Regions from separate parts of the Sus scrofa genome. Here region 2 is linked to region 1. Evidence: chromatin contacts called from public Hi-C data. All regions are on one chromosome and are shown on one strand. Each heading gives the region's core, a stretch centred on a gene start, on an enhancer-like site or on the middle of the called end of the contact. The rest is flanking DNA. Distances are from core to core; before and after follow the strand shown.

Region 1 (4,174 bases), core at 1,284-3,783:
AATTTTAAGTACCTTCTGTGTGCACAGCATATGAATAGTGTTTCATTGTTTATAAAGTGCTTAAACATGTTTCATTTATACAATCTGGTGAGGTAGGATATTGCCATTTTATAAATGAGGATGTGGAGCCTTAGAATTTGAGTGCAAAGTCACATAGCTGGTAAGCAGAAAAATAAGAACATCAAGATTTCTGCCCAAGCTTATCTCATTCAGCTGTACTATCTCTTGTAGTGGTTTTCAACCACAAAAAATATTTGAAAAGTGTCTGAAAATATACATGCTCAGGTCCCATTCTCCAGAAATTTGTAAACTAACTGGTCTTGGGCAGAGCCAGGAATCCATCCATATTTTAAAATGCTTCTCAGGTGATGCTAACATGTGGCCAGGTTGCAAAATACTGATTAGATAATCAAGATCTCTAAATGTCATCTTAAGAATCTTTCTTGGGGTATATACAAGAAGTACAGAAGATGAGGGAAGCCAGAATTACAGTCACTTGTTTCAGTATATGCTGCCAGAATTTCCAAGTTCCTGTTGAGATGTTTTAAATGCCTCACTAGTACTTCTTGGCTTTTTTCTTTCTTTCTCTCTTTCTTTTTTTTTTTTTTTTTTTTTTTTAACTTTTATGGAAATCTCCAAAGAACATATGAAAGTCAGACACAAAAGTTTACTAAAAGTCACCTACATAAAAGTGGTTTTCCCTCAGAGGAAAAAAAAAAAGTTAATTACAAAATACCCTGCACCAGAATAGGGTCTCATTTGATTGGAACTGGCAGTGGCAGAAAGGTGGACTTCTCTGGGTATATTTCAGTATCCTATGAAATTTGTGAGTATGGTAAATTATCAAACCCCTAGACAATTGGGGAAAATGACCAAAAAGTTCATGCATTTGTTCAAAAAACAAATACATATATACTGAGGACCTGCTGAGTACCAGGCTCTGATGTGGGATTCAAAATAAATAATGAGTAAGCTGCCATCTTCCAGGAGGTTGTAAACTGCTTACATGAAGGGAGTAGTCAACACAACCAACCAGACCTGAATGCTCTCATCAAACAAGGGCTGGATTAATCACTGGGCCACCCCAACTAATAAACAAGTCAGTTCCATGATTTCTATCAACTTAGACATCTCAAAATTCTAAGCTCCAAAGGAAACGTCTGTCACTTTGGAAGGAGGCCTACTCTTGGGGGATGTGTGTTCTGGGTGGGGCAGATCCAAACAGCATTTAATTGGGTATATCTCATTTAAGCGAGGCCTTTCATTTAACACCTTCCAGTTGGACCTTCCCTCAGTACAAAGAGCTGTACCTCATGCTGAACAAGGGGACAAGTGGTCTACTGAAAGGTGTAGGCAACCAAACATGCATTATTAGCCTGCAGCATTGGCTATGCTGGGAAGTTATGTCCTGGTTTAGGGGGAAATGTGGATTACCGATCCCCAAAAACTCTTGATAGAACCCACGGACTAGAATATGAACAGCAGAGGGCGGTGCAGCCGATTTCACAGAATTTTACCCCCTGGAGCCCCCAGGAGCTGGCCCCAAAATAAGATGAAACTTGCTCTGTGAACTCAACGAATAGTAAAATATGCTAAGTGTTCAGGGTTGGACTCATGGCTGTTTTCCATAACCTCTACTTTGGTCTGACCGTTAAAGTCCCTTGCGGATACTCTTGACCTTACAGCCTGGGGTGGGGATGGGATGGGGGAGTTAGGAGAAATGTAATCAGCCTATCAGGCTTTCCAAAACAATGCTTATCTTGGAATAAGTATTAAAATTGGAGGGGGATCACTCCCCAGGAAAAGAGTCTGGTTCTCCTTGCCAGTGACATCACTGACAAACACGTTACAACAAAGTTTGGGGGGAGGGGAGAAGAGTAAGAAAAAGAAACTAATTCTGTGGGTTAATACGAACCCCTCTCACTTCTCAACGGCGTTCGAACAATACTACACGGCACTCTTTAAGTTTCGCTTTAGGTCTACGCATCCAGGCCACCCGCTCTGTCCTCTCCCACGTATGGGCTCCAAACTTTCTGCCCCTCACCCGGCCCCCAGGCCGTGGAACTCCTCCCAGCACGCCGGGCTCCGCTTCCGAAGAGCCCCGAGGCTGGGCGCGGCAGGGCCGGAGCGAGAGTCCGCGGCTCGCGTCCTCCCCCAAGGTTGTCCGTACCTGTCCAGCATCTGCTGTAGGGCTTGGTCCGGCATCTTCCGCTGAGCCGGCGCACTCGCCTCCCCAGTGGGCCCGGTCAGGGCCGGGCCCAGGGACAATAGCACTGAGAGGCGGCGGAGTAGGCCTCAGTCCAGCGGCCGCCACGAACCCGCCAGCCAGCCTCCCGGGGCGGCTCCGCGAGCCCAGCGGTGGCGGTGCGCGGCCCGCGGGCGCCCGGAGGAGGCGGTGGGGAGCGAGGAGGAGGAGCCTGGGGCGGGGAGGCGGCGATCGCGGCCCGGGTTCCTGCCCGTCGGCCCGGGGTTCCGGTCCATGGACCGCGGGCGCCGAGTTGCTGCCGGCGGAGGAGCTACCTCTGTGAGGTAAGAGTCACCGCCTCCGTGCGCGCCGGGGTCACGACGCAAGGCGGCCCAGAGCAGCCTGGGAGATGTAGTCCTCGGACCGTCCCCGCTAGAGGCTGCACAGCCTGCCCAGACCACCGCCGCTGCGCCCGCCGCCGCCCGGCCGGCGCCCTCCCGTTTCCTTCCTCCAGGGGGAAAAATGTCCTGCGGGCCGCTTTCCAGGAAGCAGCAGGATGTGCCGCTCCACTGTCAGTAGCATCAAGGTCAGCCCTCCCTGCCTGTTTCTTTTCTCTCCGCTTTTGCGCTCAGGTGGGACCGAGCCAGGTGAGGGGTGGGGGCTAAAGAGCCATTTCTCAGCAGGGTCCCCAGTCCTGGCCGCGGCGTCCGGGCGGGCCGTGGCGGGGGTGGGGGTGGCAGAAGCGCCTTCTGAAGCTCTCGGCGCAGGGGCCAGCCTCTGCCGCATCTGAACCCATTTTGGGGAATTACACAACCCCCGCAAAGGGTCGGATGCTCTAGTGTTATTCCTGAGGGGTCAGGAGGACAGGGGCTGCCGTGACCAGATGGTTCCCACCCGAGTGTGTATGTTTGCCCCGGGGGATGGGGTGGGGGAGAGGGGAGAGGGGAGGTGGGATTGGGGGAAAGATTATTTTCTCCCTCTCTAGGAACCTTCTAAATGTGCCCGGGCTTTCAAGGGCTCTCCGATAGTCTCCAAATGGAACATGTTCGTGAATAAACAGCTCTTGCTTACTCAGCTGTGGGTTGTCAGGGGTGTTTGTTTCTCTCTCTGCTTCTGGTCACTGTTAACCATTTATAGGCGCCTTGACACCTCCAGGCAGGTGGATGGATGGATATGGAGGTGGGGGGGAATCAAAAGGGAAAAATCATAAATCGCTCCTTGGGTTGTTCTCTGATGTTCTAGGGACAGCTTTGGCGGGAGGAAAGGAGCTGTTGGTTAAAATGAATGCGTCTTTTGGACGACCTGTGGCGTTCTTTAGTGCAGTGATTGGTACGACGTCTGGTAGTTTTCCCTTGATTATGTCTAATTTCTGCCGCAAGAGGCTTGATTTTTTTTTTCTTCAAATCAAAATGTTTTTTAAGCTCTTTTTTTTTTAACGTAGAATTTTACAATCAGCTCTTAATTCTGTTTAAAGTTTGCGTCCTGAATATATTTGAACTAGAGTGTACATTGCCAGGAAGAAAAACAAAAATAACATGTGACTAGAAGTTTATTTGGCCTCCAATTTCTGAAAGATACTTTTATGAAAGGCTTTAGAAATTTACATGACTAATTATAATTAATGCTTCCGCCTTTTTTCTCATGAAATGAGAAGCAGGCCCTTGATAGGGGAGAGAAATAAGTAATTTAGGGTGTTTGATATTGTGAATGCCTATTTATTGCTACTCCTACTGTGTTAAGTCCCTTGCTGTGTGTTTATCTCTTAAGCAATTGTCAGTCACAGGATGGATGCATACATGCTGCTCAAAAAATAGAATTTGATCCTAGAATATCTATTAAATAGGTTAGGACAAACGCCATTTAATTTCATGATTTACACTAAAAGAAGTTCTCACCTCATCTTAAGATTTCTATTTGAATCCCAAATTGGAAAGTGATATGATAACAGTTCTATTGATAGCAGAATGGTGTGCAGATTAACCTTATTTT
Region 2 (3,749 bases), core at 743-3,242, 240 kb before region 1:
TGCTCTTGTGCCATTACCAAATATTATCTCAGTTACCACAGCTTAATAGTAACTCTTAATGTTTGGTAGTATAAGTGTGCCAGATTCTGCTTCAAGATTGGTTTGGGTCTTCCGGGCCCTTTGCATTTTCATGTAAAATTTTGTAAACAGCTTGTCATAGCTTCTTAATTCTAAGGCCCCTTCAATCCATAGGCTTCGCCTCCCTTTCTTTCTTATTTTGCAATTTATTTGTTGAAGAAATAGAGTCATTTGTTGTATACTGTTACAAACATTCTAAATTTTGCTTGATTGTATACCAACAGTGTGATTTAACATATTTGTCCCCTGTATTTCCCATAAATGGTATTTACAACTAGAGACTTAATAAGATTCAGCAAACGTGCATTTGACAAGCATTAACTAACCACTGTGCTTGCTGCCAGGTGAGATACAAAAAGACATCATTCCTAATCTGTTGATGTTTACGTCTATGAAAGTTAAGATTCAAATAAGTGCCTTTAGAGAGTAGCAGCTCTGATCAGGGAATGGTTAACCCCAATGGGGTATGTGAGAAATGGCATTAAGGCGAAGTTTTATAAAGTCAATGCCTTTTCAATAGGTTTTGAAAGTTGCTAGAGCACTAACAAGCTAGTACTGCTGTAAGCATCAATTAGCTCTGACAGCTGTGGAAAATGGAATTGGTGGAAGTGGGGGGCAGAGGCGGAAATGTGGGGTAATGGCTCCCCAAAAGAAATGTCTAGGTCCTAATCCCAGGAGACTTCAAGTGTTATTATTTGTTAAAATTATCTTTGCAGAAGTAATTAAGATAAGGATGAGATGGGGTCATCCTGGATTACCTGATTGTGCTATAAATCCAATGACAAATGTCCTTGTGAGACAAAAGAAGACAAGACACACAGAGAAGAAGGCATTGTAAAGGTGGAGACAGACATTAGAGTGATACGGCCTCAAGCCAAAAAGAAGCTGAAGGAGGCAAAGCAGAGTTTCTCCCCTAAGATCTTCTGTAGGGAGTGCAGCCCTGCCAACATCCTGATTTTGGATTTCTGGCCTTCCGACTGTGAGAGAAAAAATTTCTGTTAAGTCACTAATTTTGTTGTAACTTGTTATGGCATCCACGGGAAGCCAATACAGATAGATGGGCTGGAGCTAAAATGTAACAGTGTGGAATTTTTACCTTACACGCACTAGGATTAGTTCTTCTTTGCTACCTCGGTTTTCATCCCTCCAAGATTTGCCTTTAGCTGAAACTATATGATAGAAAGGATTTCCCAGGTGTTCCCACTGTGGTGCAATGGGTTAAGGATCCTGGGTTGCTGTAGCTGTAGTGTAGGTCACAGATGCAGGTTGGACTCAATTCCGGGCCTGGGAATTTCCATATGCCATGGGTGCGGTGGGGGGAAAAAAGAAAAAAAGATCCCCGAGTACCTCTTTGATGAAGCAACCCCTTAAAGGATCCTTCTCCTGAATTCCCATTTGAAGCAATAATAGTATTCAAAGCACTGTTTTTGGCTGCAGTCTTCGTCTGCCACATCAGCAACTTAAAAGCACTTAAACCAGGAAATTGCTAACCCTAATTGAGCTCTCCTTAAAGACCCCAGTAAAAGAATGTAACAGAAAGTGAGATTTGTAACTATTAAATTGTTCTCAGATGCAAAAAGGGACTGAAATACATTGACAACAGTAGGAGTACTACATTCATGCGTGAGCGTTTGTTTTTTTTTAAATATAGTAGTAGCACAGAATGGTAGTTTCTATTCTGGATTTGTAAACCCACGAATGTCTGATTTTGCTGTAGCCTGTCCCATCTCCACTTTGCCGGTTTCCCAGATGGAAATCCAGGGTGCCGGCCTCCCTCTCAGGGACCCTCGGTCTAACTTCTCCCTCGCCCCTACCCCGCAGTCCACGCCCTTACCGAGCTCTAGAGGGAGCCCGCGGGCCGCGCGCCGCCGCGGATTGGTTTTCCGTGAGGTCGCCTAGTCGGCTGACCTTGTTCCAACACCTGTACTGCTGCTGCCGACAGCCAACGGGGGCGCCTGGGGAAACACCGCCCCTTGTGCCCTCACGGTATTCATGAGCTCCCAGTCCTCCACTAACACAGCCAGATACACATCGCTCCCCTTACGCGTGCGCCCGCCGTGACCCAGCCGGACTCTTCCCCGCCCAGGGAAGCCTGGTGGCTGGGTTGCCGCAGCACCCGGCGAGACTCCTTCCAGCCCGCTAGCTCCGGCCTTGGCCGCCCGCCGTCCCCGCCCCTGTCGGGCTCCCGGCAAAACCCGGAGAGACCGCGGTTCGGCGGCTCCCGGGAGGCGGCGCGGCGCTGCGTACTGAGCATGCGCAGTGAGCAAGGCCGGCTCCGGCGCAAGAAGGAAGCGTTCGCGGTGATCCCGGCGGCTGCGCTGGGGTATGCGGTACCGGCTAGCGTGGCTGCTGCACCCCGCGCTGCCCAGCACCTTCCGCTCCGTCCTCGGCGCACGCCTGCCGCCCCTGGAGCGCCTCTGTGGGTAAGCGGAGCGGAGCGTCCGGGCCCTCGGGGCCCGTGGGTCACGGCGGTTTGGAGCTCGGGTTGCAAAGTGGTGATTCAGCACTTAAAGCCGCCGCCGCCGCTCCTCACGCCGCCCCGTCCTGCGGGCCGGGGCCGGGACGGCCGTGTTGAGGCCGCCTGGGGCCCAGAAGGGTGGCTGGAGGGGAGAGAGCGAGGAGTCTGGCCCGAGAGGAGGGCGTCCTACGGACTGGTGAGGGCGGACGGAGGCTGTGACCCGGGGTCACGGGGCGTGTGTCACAAGTGCGGGGGGCTTGGCGCACGGGCGCCGAGTCACCCCGGCCCGCTCCCGGGAGCCGCGCTGGGCCGCGCCGCTTCGGGGCAGGGGGAGTCTGCCAGTGAGGGGCTGGGAACCCGAGGCTGACGGTCCCTTGCCGTGAGGTAAAGGAATTCGAGTCCAGGACGACCGCTTCTCACCTTCTTCCCAGCCGTGCTTTTTCCTGTGCGAACTGAGTTTCCACTATTATAAGGAAATCCCTGCATTGGGATCTGTAAAAGTTTGCCTGCCTGCACTTAGTGAGTAGCCCAGTGTTGGCTTTCCTGTAGGGAGAATTTGGGAGCCGGAAGATGCGTAGGATCCTTCACAGCAGCTCCCTTGTTTCACACCTGAGAACCGAGGCCCGGAGAGATTGTGTGATTTCCCCACAATTGCAGGTTGTGGCACGAACCGGGATGGGACGCACGTTTTTTTTGCCATCCGGTGGCGTGCTCTCTCCTCTTGGCTACTCTGTGTATACGGGAAATTTTCAGTCTTGTAGCGAACGCTGAATATACCCTTTACTGTGAAAAAACAGGAATTGGCAAAGCTGGGTAGTCTTGTCTTGCCTAACTTGGATACATCAGATTTGAACCCCTCCTCTGGTTTAAAAAATATCCAGGATCTACTAAAGGCAGGGCACAGTGATGACCCTCTGTGTAAGGAACGTGGTCTGCATTCAGAGTGGTTGGAGCGAATTAAGATGCCAGAAGAGTGTAGCCAGCAAAAAAAACGGTGTGTTTGAGAGAATCAGAAGACTGGCAGGACGTGTCTTAGGAGCTCGCTGCGGAGCAGAGATGGGAGAGGGGTCTGGGCTGGCCTTTGAAGGAAGGGCAGAAGGTGGGCAGGGGTGGGTATAGTCTAGCCTAGGTGTGCAGGTTAGTTGGTCCGTGTTGGGAGAACAGTGAGCAGATTAGTCTAGTTGGACCCTTAGAGAATTTACTTGGGGACATT

Evidence for each region. Hi-C and Micro-C count contacts between places; a contact is called where the count stands out from the background.
Region 2: a Hi-C map of fetal skeletal muscle shows a contact between it and region 1, with 2.6 times the contacts expected there. The contact joins the promoter of IDE here to the promoter of MARCH5 in region 1. A contact is called at or near these places in 1 of 47 Hi-C or Micro-C datasets (fetal skeletal muscle) and 2 of 2 datasets of contacts at active chromatin or transcription factors (alveolar macrophages and skeletal muscle).

The regions. Positions count from the first base shown.
Region 1 is chr14:103,869,667-103,873,840 of Sscrofa11.1, reverse strand. MARCH5 (E3 ubiquitin-protein ligase MARCH5) reads right to left here and starts at 2,533. Exons shown (of 6, transcript XM_001927572.5): 1 at 2,171-2,533. The coding sequence starts at 2,205. It overlaps CPEB3 (cytoplasmic polyadenylation element-binding protein 3), which reads left to right and starts at 2,596. Exons shown (of 12, transcript XM_021073494.1): 1 at 2,596-2,771.
Region 2 is chr14:104,104,814-104,108,562 of Sscrofa11.1, reverse strand. It overlaps IDE (insulin-degrading enzyme), which reads left to right and starts at 1,992. Exons shown (of 25, transcript XM_001925381.7): 1 at 1,992-2,501. The coding sequence starts at 2,404.